2 separate regions of the Salmo salar genome follow, and region 1 is linked to region 2. The links are chromatin contacts, called in public Hi-C maps. All regions are on one chromosome and are shown on one strand. Each heading gives the region's core, a stretch centred on a gene start, on an enhancer-like site or on the middle of the called end of the contact. The rest is flanking DNA. Distances are from core to core; before and after follow the strand shown.

Region 1 (5,512 bases), core at 2,759-5,258, 200 kb before region 2:
TTAAGACCTTGCAAAGTAGTCTCGGAAATCACAGACCTAGGCCAATATTGTTTGTGTTCCCCTGCTCAGAATTTGCATGCATCAACCAATGGTTGCATGCCACATCATCGACTGGGCGGTCAGGTACCAAATTACTATACCATATGATGTGGTTAGCTGATACGTAAAATACCTATCCAGGCGTTGTAAGATCTGGCATACGTCAGCAAAGTATGAGCAGGGAAACACGACCATTGTTAACATTGTAAGAGGCAGCCCTTCTACCTAGTGTAGTGAGACTACTAAAGCAATAATTGCTGGATCCATACACTGAGTGTAGAATACATTAAGAACACCCGCTCTTTCCATGACCAGGTGAAAGCTTGAATCCTTTATTGATGTCACTTGTTAAATCCACTTCAATCAGTGTAGATGAATGGGAGGAGATAGGGTAAAGAAGGATTGTTAAGCCTTGAGACAAAAAAGGCTTGGTTTCATGCATGTTAACATCAGAAGCCTCCTCCCTAAGTTTGTTTTACTCACTGCTTGAGCACACTCCGCCAACCCTGATCTCCTTGCCGTGTCTGAATCCTGATTTAGGAAGGCCACCAAAAATTCTGAGATTTCCATCCCCAACTACAACATTTTCCGTCAAGATAGAACTGCCAAAGGGGGAGGAGTTGCAATCTACTGCAGAGATAGCCTGCAAAGTTCTGTCATACTTTCCAGGTCTATGCCCAATCAGTTCGAGCTTCTAATTTTAAAAATGAATCTCTCCAGAAAGAAGTCTCTCACTGTTGTCGCCTGTTATAGACCCCCCTCAGCTCCCAGCTGTGCACTGGACACCATATGTGAATTGATTGCCCCCCATCTATCTTCAGAGTTCGTTCTGTTAGGTGACCTAAACTGGGATATGATTAACACCCCGGCAGTCCTACAATCTAAGCTAGATGCCCTCAATCTCACACAAATTATCAAGGAACCCACCAGGTACAACCCTAAATCCGTAAACATGGGCACCCTCATAGATATTATCCTGACCAACTTGCCCTCCAAATACACCTCTACGGTTTTCATTCAGGATCTCAGCGATCACTGCCTCATTGACCTGCATCCGCAATGGGTCCGTGATCAAACGACCAGCCCTCATCACTGTCAAACGCTCCCTAAAACAATTCTGCGAGCAGGCCTTTCTAATCGACCTGGCTCGGGTATCCTGGAAGGATATTGACCTCCCGTCAGTCGGGGATGCCTGGTCGTTCTTTAAAAATAATTTCCTCACCATCTTAAATAAGCATGCCCCTTTCAAAAAATGTAGAACTTAGAACAGATATAGCCCTTGGTTCACTCCAGACCTGACTGCCCTCAACCAGCACAAAAACGTCCTGTGGCGGACTGCACTAGCATCGAATAGTCCCCGCGATATGCAACTTTTCAGGGAAGTCAGGAACCAATACACGCAGTCAGTCAGGAAAGCAAAAGCTAGCTTTTTCAAACAGAAATTTGCATCCTGTAGCTCTAACTCCAAAAAGTTTTGGGACACTGTAAAGTCCATGGAGAATAAGAGCACCTCCTCCCTGCTGCCCACTGCACTGAGGCTAGGTAACACTGTCACCACTGATAAATCCACGATAATCGATAATTTCAATAAGCATTTCTCTACGGCTGGCCATGCTTTCCTCCTGGCTACCCCAACCACGGCCAACAGCTCCGCACCCCCCGCAGCAACTTGCCCAAGCCTCCCCAGCTTCTCCTTCACCCAAATCCAGATAGCAGATGTTCTGAAAGAGCTGCAAAACCTGGACCCGTACAAATCAGTCTGGCTAGACTATCTGGACCCTCTCTTTCTAAAATGATCTGCCGCCATTGTTGAAACCCCTATTTACCAGTCTGTTCAACCTCTCTTTTGTATCATTCGAGATCCCTAAAGATTGGAAAGCTGCCGCGGTCATCCCCCTCTTCAAAGGGGGTGACACTCTAGACCCAAACTGTTATATACCTATATCCATCCTGCCCTGCCTTTCTAAAGTCTTCGAAAGCCAAGTTAACAAACAGATCACTGACCATTTCGAATCCCACCGTACCTTCTCCGCTATGCAATCCGGTTTCCGAGCTGGTCACGGGTGCACCTCAGCCACGCTCAAGGTACTAAACGATATCATAACCGCCATCGATAAAATACAGTACTGTGCAGCCGTCTTCATCAACCTGGCCAAGGCGTTCGACTCTGTCAATCACCGTATTCTTATCGGCAGTCTCAACAGCCTTGGTTTCTCAAATGACTGCCTCGCCTGGTTCACCAACTACTTCTCAGATAGAGTTCAGTGTGAAATCGGAGGTCCTGTTGTCCAGACCTCTGGCAGTCTCTATGGGGGTACCACAGGGTTCAATTCTCGGGCCGACTCTTTTCTCTGCATATATATCAACGATGTCGCTCTTGCTGCGCGATATTCCCTGATCCACCTCTACGCAGACGACACCATTCTGTATACTTCTGGCCCTTCTTTGGACACTGTGTTAACAAACCTCCAAACGAGCTTCAATGCCATACAACACTCCTTCTGTGGCCTCCAACTGCTCTTAAACGCTAGTAAAACTAAATGCATGCTTTTCAACCATTCGCTGCCAGCACCCGACCGCTCGACTAGCATCACTACTCTGGACGGTTCTGACTTAGAATATGTGGACAACTATAAATACCTAGGTGTCTGGCTAGACTGTAAACTCTCCTTCCAGACTCTTATTAAACATCTCCAATCCAAAATTAAATCTAGAATCGGCTTCCTATTTTGCAACAAAGCCTCCTTCACTCACGCCGCCAAACATACCCTCGTAAAACTGACTATCCTACCGATCCTCGACTTTGGTGATGTCATTTACAAAATAGCCTCAAACACTCTACTCAGCATACTGGATGCAGTCTATCACAGTGCCATCCGTTTTGGCACCAAAGCCACCCACCACTGCGACCTGTATGCTCTAGTTGGCTGGCCCTCGCTACATATTCGTCGCCAGACCCACTGGCTCCAGGTCATCTATAAGTCTTTGCTAGGTAAAGCTCCGCCTTATCTCAGCTCACTGGTCACGATAACAGCACCCACCCGTAGCACACGCTCCAGCAGGTATATCTCCTTTCCTTCCAGTTCTCTGCTGCCAATGACTGGAACGAATTGCAAAAATCGCTGAAGCCTTATATTTCCCTCACTAACTTTAAACATCAGCTATCTGAGCAGCTAACCGATCGCTGCAGCTGTTCATAGCCCATCTGTAAATAGCCCATCCAATCTACCTACCTCATCCCCATATTGTTTTTACTTACTTTTCTGCTCTTTTGCACACCAGTATTTCTACTTGCACATCATCATCTGCACATCTATCACTCCAGTGTTAATTTGCTAAATTGTAATTACTTCGCTACTATGGCCTATTTATTGCCTTACCTCTTCACACCATTTGCACACTGTATATAGACTTTTTTTTTATATTGTGTTATTGACTGTACGCTTGTTTATTCCATGTGTAACTCTGTGTTGTTGTTTGTGTCGCACTGCTTTGCTTTATCTTGGCCAGGTCGCAGTTGTAAATGAGAACTTGTTCTCAACTAGCCTACCTGGTTAAATAAAGGTGAAATAAAAATAAAATAAAAAATAGATTGTGTGTTTGTGCCATTCAGAGGGTGAATGGTCAAGACAAAATATGTAAGTTCCAGGTATGTGTCAAGAACTGCAACGCTGCTGTTTTTTTCACGCTCAACAGTTTCCGTGTGTCTCAATACTGTTCCACCATCCAAAGGACATCCGGCCAATTTGACACAACTGTGTGAAGCATTGAAGTCAGCCTTGGCCAGCATCCCTGTGAAATGCATTCTTTTTGACCAATGACATCTGATCTGATTATCAAAACACCTATTAGTGTAAAAATATCAGATATGCCAGAACACTGCTAATTTACACAGATAAGCACGTTGCAAATAGCCTTTCGAAATTGATAGACGCTCCCTAAATTTACCAGGCTGAGATTGAGGGGAGGAGCCTTCGTTCTTTGCAGCAGTGTCAACATGCCTGAACATAGACAGGGCCAGTTATCCACAACGAAAGAAGCAAAGTGGAAAGCAAAACTCCTAAAGGAAATCATAACTAGCTACCTGAAGACATGAGCACATTTCTTAAAGCGGCTATTTGGAAACTGTGGACTAGGATGCTTTTCTGTCACCGATTTCCTCAAAGGCATTATTGAGGTGATGCAGCAGCAGCAGCAGCGAAACAATCGTAACGGACCGCCTCTGATAGCTAGCTAGCTTACAGTAGCTAGCTAGGTAGATGCCTTTACAGAAAAAGGCGCAGTCTTTTGGCCAAGTCGTTTTACAAACCTCAACATATCCGAAAGAAAAGTTGCTAATATTACAATATAATATTGCGGGTGCACATGTATGTGTTTAATCAGCTAATGGTAGATAGTCAGTTTCTCCTTTAGCTAGCTAGCCATCTAGCTGTGCTAGCCAAGCCTGTCAATTCAGCGGATGAACTTGGTATTCTGTGGAGACGCCGACATCAGACGTAGGGCAGTGTGAGGAAGCTGAGAAAATATTGGGAGTATTCAACTAGCTAGCAAGACGTGGTTGATTTTAAAGGGAACATAACATTTTACCTGCGCATTTGTTTATGAAATGGTAATGGGGGAGTTTCTCGGTAATTTAACTATTAAGGCTTCATTCTTGTCGATGATGCGACAATCGCTCGGATGTTAATTTCTCACTGTTTGAAAGCTATGTATCCTGCTCAATTAGTTTACAACATTTAGTTAGTTAGGTATTAAACAATTGCTTAACTGTATTAATAGTTGTCGTTCGGTTTGATTCGTTTTTTTGTTATCCAGTTCACAACGTTAGCGTCACAACCAAACAACATGGATCAGAATGACAAAAGGATTTGCACGGTAAGATTGGTTTCTCCATGCTGATTAACTAAATATTCTTAAGTGCTACTTTGAATTATATTACAGTAACATTATTTTTAAACAATGTGTCGTCTCGCACTACATTTGTTATATCATAACTGACTAAACTCCACGGTGAAGAAGTGGAGTTTAATACCCTAGGTATATCGCTGAAGGGTGGTGGTTTTGATGGTATCACGCGCTCACGCAGGTGTTTCTGCGATCTACGTAGCTATTTTATGTAACATCTGCTAGCCTGCATACCTAGAAATATCTTTCCCTTTTCAAACCGGTTTGACACATTTATTTGCCGACACTCCTGGGGAAGTGCTTTCAATGCACTGTGCGTTCTGTATGACTTATCCTTATGGACAAACTAAGATTGTGTGCTTCATAAATATAGTACAGTTCACCCTAGTCAGAAGCATGTGCTCATGTTTTCGTAAATGTAATGACTTTTAAAAGCCTCCAGTGTATTCTGTGTGACCTTTTTTTTATGCTATTTGTCTGACTGTAAGACAGGCAGTTTTCAGGCTAATCAACCATACGATAATATCGGAGTAATGTAGCTACCTGCTATTTCCTCATTACTCTCTCC
Region 2 (5,011 bases), core at 634-3,133:
AGACCGTTGGACTAGTAAACGAAAGGTTGCAAGATCGAATCCCTGAGCTGACAAGGTAAAAATCTGTCATTCTGCCCCTGAAAAAGGCAGTTAACCCACTGTTCCTAGGCCGTCATTGAAAATAAGAATTTGTTCTTAACTGACTTGCCTAGTTAAATAAAGGTAAAATAAATAAATAAATAAATATATATATATATATATATATATGGCACAGTATTTGCAAATGTACACAGCTTTTCCTTCTACATTAGCTGCAGTGAAATGTCTCCACACATCAGATAGTACCCGTGGTATTTTCCTGTAAAGATTAGAAAAAACGAGTAAAAATAAAAAAATACAACTCCATGTACAGATAAATAGTTAGGCAGTTAGATTAAACAACTCCTTTGTATGATGAATGTTTCAAAATGAAACATGTATGGCAACAGGTGAATTAACACTCCTCAATTAGCAGGCTCAAGCAAGCTAAAACCCACATGGTAGCAAAAACTAACTAGCAGAAATTGTTAACAAGTTAGAAATGATTTAAAAACACACTTTGCTGTAGGCTACTATTTACTAGTTAACAAAAAAAATCATGTATGTCATATAAAATATATTCACCCCACCCAGTATTGTAATCAAAACTTAACAGAAAGCATGTAGTCCTTGGCTCAGACAGTGTAGTAGTGTGGGCTCAAAAGCATCTCATTAGAGTGCATGATCTTCAGAATCAGCTGTACATGTGATGGAAGAATGCACTGCACATGTGATGGAAGAATGCACTGTGCATGCAGAGGGTTGCAATTCCATTGAATTGGGGATAGTTTAACCAAAATATGCCACAAGACCTAGAAATGCCTTATGTGTATCCGACAAAAAAAGGTTAACTGTTACATGCTAAGGTTTTTTGATGAATTTAAGCAAAATTCCCCAAATTCCAGGGCTTAACTTAATTTAATGGAAAGTTTCTGACCCTTTGCAACCCTAGCCGTCTATCAGAAAACCAGTCAGTATCTGACGTGACCACCATTTGCCTCATGCAGCGCGACATCTCCTTCGCATAGTGTTTATCAGGCTGTTGATTGTGGCCTGTGGAATGTTGTCCCACTCCTCTTTAATGGCTGTGTGAAGTTGCTGGATCTTTTATTTCAGCTCATGGAACCAACACTTTACGTGTTGCGGTTACATTTTTCTTCAGTGTAGTTCTAGACAGTAATAAATTAACCAGTTTTAAGGACTTCTGTAACCTCTAGTCTACAACCTGACAAATAAAGCCTATCACCTAAATAGCATATGACACATTTGTCAGTAGACATTTTATTATGTTTGGAATATTCTGATTGCATTTTTGGTAGGTTAGGTGGCAGTTAGAGCAAACTGGGTGAGTATGGCAAGCAAGGTCTGACTCATTACTGTTACGTCAGTACACCTAAACAGACAGGGAATTTGAATTGACCATAAGGACTCGATGAAATGCAGAATGAAGATAAAGATATACTAGTTCATTTTCATAACTTGAAAAAAGTCTATATTTGTGTTTACTGAAGCATGGTCAAACATTTCCTCGTGTTTTTGCTTGTGCCATTACTCATATGTTATTACCATTTGAACGATTAAATTGGCCCCATTTATAGGGAAAACATCAAATGAGAACATAAAATGTGTCGTCATCACCAACCATGGAGCTCGAGTTCAGCAGACCATCACATATATTACCAGTGCAGCATTTGCTTTCGTTTTACTTTGATTCGCAAATAACCTGCTAGCACGACAGCAAATAGTAGCATGTCGAAAAGGGGAAGGAAATTCAATATTTATCTAGCTAACGTTAGGTAATCAGAAGAAACATTTACACCTACCCGTTTTCCTTCGTCCACGAATATGTTTTCTCCGAGCAGGACTGAATTACAAAAAGCATCGAATGCAGGGAGTCTTCATGATTTTGTTATGATCACAAACATGGCAAAACTTGATTTGATCAAGCCAATTCCCATCGCGCAGTCACGTTTACTATAGTTTGGTGAGTTCCTGATCAGCTGATTCACTAGGAAGAACCCAAACACGCATAACAATCCCTTCCGGAATAATGCCCAGGGACGTACAATAAATCCCAACATTTGTGTAAAACGCATAGTACAGCACTCAGAGGACCTATTAGAATTGCAGCTACCGGTAAGTAAATCCTCGAGAGCATTTTCTATATTGTAGGTAAATGTATGCATTTAGATATATGGTCAAATATATGGCATAGAGCAGAGATATTTTTTTATAAAATAAACAACAACACAAGAAGCAACCCCATAAAACAGACTAATGTAATAAATACAAACACTACTTAATGTGACTGATCGATAGTTCAATTGCTATTGAACAAGATTATAAGTACAATAATCATAACAAAATATTTAAAATATACGTATTTTCTGCCTCTCTGTGTCTATGTGTTTCTGTATTTTTTTTATTTTTTAAATCAGTCTATGTGTTCGACTACAATGTGTGTTTGATTAGTAGGGTCTTCCTCGTGTGCCCAGAAGACAGAACGGGTTTCCACTAGTTACCATAGCCCCCCAAAATATATATGGATATATCGTAAAAATTCATGAAAACACAAATACGTTTTTTGGTCTTAATTTAAGGTTAGGGTTAAGCTTTCTGAAGGCTTCGGAGCTTTCACAAAATTGTGCTAAAAAACGGTTAATTACTTGGAGCTTCATTATCGGTTCACGGTGCACATTAGGGACATCTGCTGGTCAACAATAAACAGCAGTGTATGATTATGAAATATACATTTTTTTCTCTGTACTGTTTTCATCAAAACTCCGTGGCTCAGCGGTAAATCGTTGACTTTAGTAGGGCCAGTTGGAACACCAGCAGGTTTACATAATGCTTCCATGTTTTGCTTTCAGGAGGACTATTTTTCTAAAACCCAATCTATGGCATTATTTCGGATGCTTAAGACATAAGCGATACTATACTAAATAAAACGATTTATTTGAACAACAATGCAGAAAGTGTGGTTTCACATACATTTATTTTAAATAGAGTGCCTTCAACAGTATTCGACCACATTACCCTCACGTCCCTGAATGTTTCATTGTTCCCTATTCTACCTGCTAAACTACCAATTAGGTGAAATTATATTTACAAAATCTTTGTAAGTACAGTGTCCAATAGAGGTCGGTGTTTGGTTTATTGTCATGCATTTCTCGGATCGCTAGCATGATGTGTATTCTTCCTCTCTCTGATCTTTCCTACTTTTCCCCATCCCTCTCTTTCGTCAGGGCTCTGACACGGTGCTGGAGGTGTTCAGTGTGTTGCCGAGGACGAGGTGGAGAGGGTGATGGCCAAGAAGCTGAAGAGAGCCAAGAAGAAGGCCAGGTAAGTCGCAGTGGTTTTTGTGACAGCCACGGCAAAAACCAGTCTGCAGATGTAGTTCAAGTTGGGACATTCGTCAAATATGTGTGGAATCTAATTCCAATCAAACTAAATACTTCAAATATTTATATATACAGTTATGTTGATTACATTTGTGAAATATAAAGGTGAGGTGCTGCTGCCCCCTCATGTGCAGGATGCAGAGGAGGAGGACACCCCAGAGCCTGTGGTGGAGAGGAAACTGGCAAATGAGATTGTGAGACTGACCAACATCAAGGCCTCTGCCAAGATTAGGTACACTCACACACTCAATCAACCAACCAACATTTTGTGTCACTTTATATCCTAGATGGGTGGACTGCCTGCTGTGTGCGGGTGGGGAGTTGAAGGTAGCCATGCTGCTCCAGAACAACACAGTGGAGACTTACAGCCTCAAGACGACTGACAAGAACCCCACGGGCACTAAGACCTCCAGGATCACCATGGGGGACCAGGGTGCCCACACATTGGCCTTCAGCTCAGACAACATTGCTGTCCTTTCCGCCTCTCCGGGGACACTGTCAAAGTCTGGAACAGGTGGAAACATCAGGTCACACAGCACTAGGATTGACCTGACCATGGGGTTTCACTGTATAAGTTAAATCTAGTTAATTAAAGCTTTAGGCTTTCCAGCATCTTTAAAAGTTTACATATATTATGACACCTAGACACATATTATAAGATGTTTTCTTCATTCTGATTGGGTGTCGTAACAGGAAGTTCCTCTCTGTCGCAGGTCTACCCTGCAGGTAATTCGCACCATGGCGTGTGAGTACGCCCTCTGCTCCCTGTTCGTCCCTGGAGACATGCAGATCATCCTAGGAACCAAGGTAACACACATGCATGCACACACTAACATACACCAAACTACTGCAGATGTGCATTATCCAGTATTGGACTATTGTGTGGAACTCAGGTTTACCGAGAGAGGACTCTAGTGCCCAAGCCTGTTTTATAATGAGCAGTGCCATTGAGGACTTTTGCCATGTTGGCGCTGCCCATGCTCTCACAGACGCCATAGTGGGACAGATACAATGATGTAATGTCTATGGGCTAACCTAGTCTGTCTCTCTCCTCTCCTGTCAGAGTGGTAAGATTCAGATCTTTTACTTGGCATCAGGAACCCTCCTGGAGACTGTCGATGCCCATAACGGAGCTCTGTGGTCCCTCTGTCTGTCTCCTGATCAGGTACTGTCTGTGTGTCAGGATCTGCCTGTCCATGTTCAACATCATCTACAATACATGTAGAGCATTCATGGATCTCATCTTCTAAAGTGCCAATCTCCATTACAACTCCAAAGGTCCCCTTATATGTAGACAAAAGCCCATGGACAAGTCCACATTTACAGAGTGATGCTGAGACTCACTTTAAAATGTACAGTAATGTCAAACAAAAACCAATGATTTAAAAGTTAAACAAACCATACAACTCTATGCACAATGATTACTTTGAACAATCTCCACATATTTTTTTTTACAAAAGCACATTTACTTGAAGAACAGTATGGAGATGCAAAGTTTGGATACAGAATGACATTACCAAACTTTGCATCTGCACTTTGTTTGACATACATTTTAAAGTCTCAGCATCACTCCGTTATCGTGGAAATGCCCC

The links. A called contact is a pair of places that touch in the nucleus more often than the background predicts.
Region 1: a Hi-C map of muscle shows a contact between it and region 2, with 9 times the contacts expected there. The contact joins the promoter of LOC106586607 here to the promoter of LOC106586554 in region 2. A contact is called at or near these places in 3 of 3 Hi-C or Micro-C datasets (blood, gill and muscle).

Annotation. Positions count from the first base shown.
Region 1 is chrssa25:31,940,973-31,946,484 of Ssal_v3.1, reverse strand. It overlaps LOC106586607 (mannosidase, alpha, class 1A, member 2), which reads left to right and starts at 4,008. Exons shown (of 15, transcript XM_014174073.2): 1 at 4,008-4,216; 2 at 4,855-4,914.
Region 2 is chrssa25:31,739,403-31,744,413 of Ssal_v3.1, reverse strand. LOC106586554 (WD repeat-containing protein 3) reads left to right here and starts at 1,883. Exons shown (of 20, transcript XM_045707433.1): 1 at 1,883-2,154; 2 at 3,264-3,360; 3 at 3,554-3,613; 4 at 3,707-3,902; 5 at 3,905-3,933; 6 at 4,133-4,226; 7 at 4,483-4,584. The coding sequence starts at 3,323. LOC106586605 (ganglioside-induced differentiation-associated protein 2) reads right to left here and starts at 2,098. Exons shown (of 13, transcript XM_014174068.2): 1 at 1,842-2,098.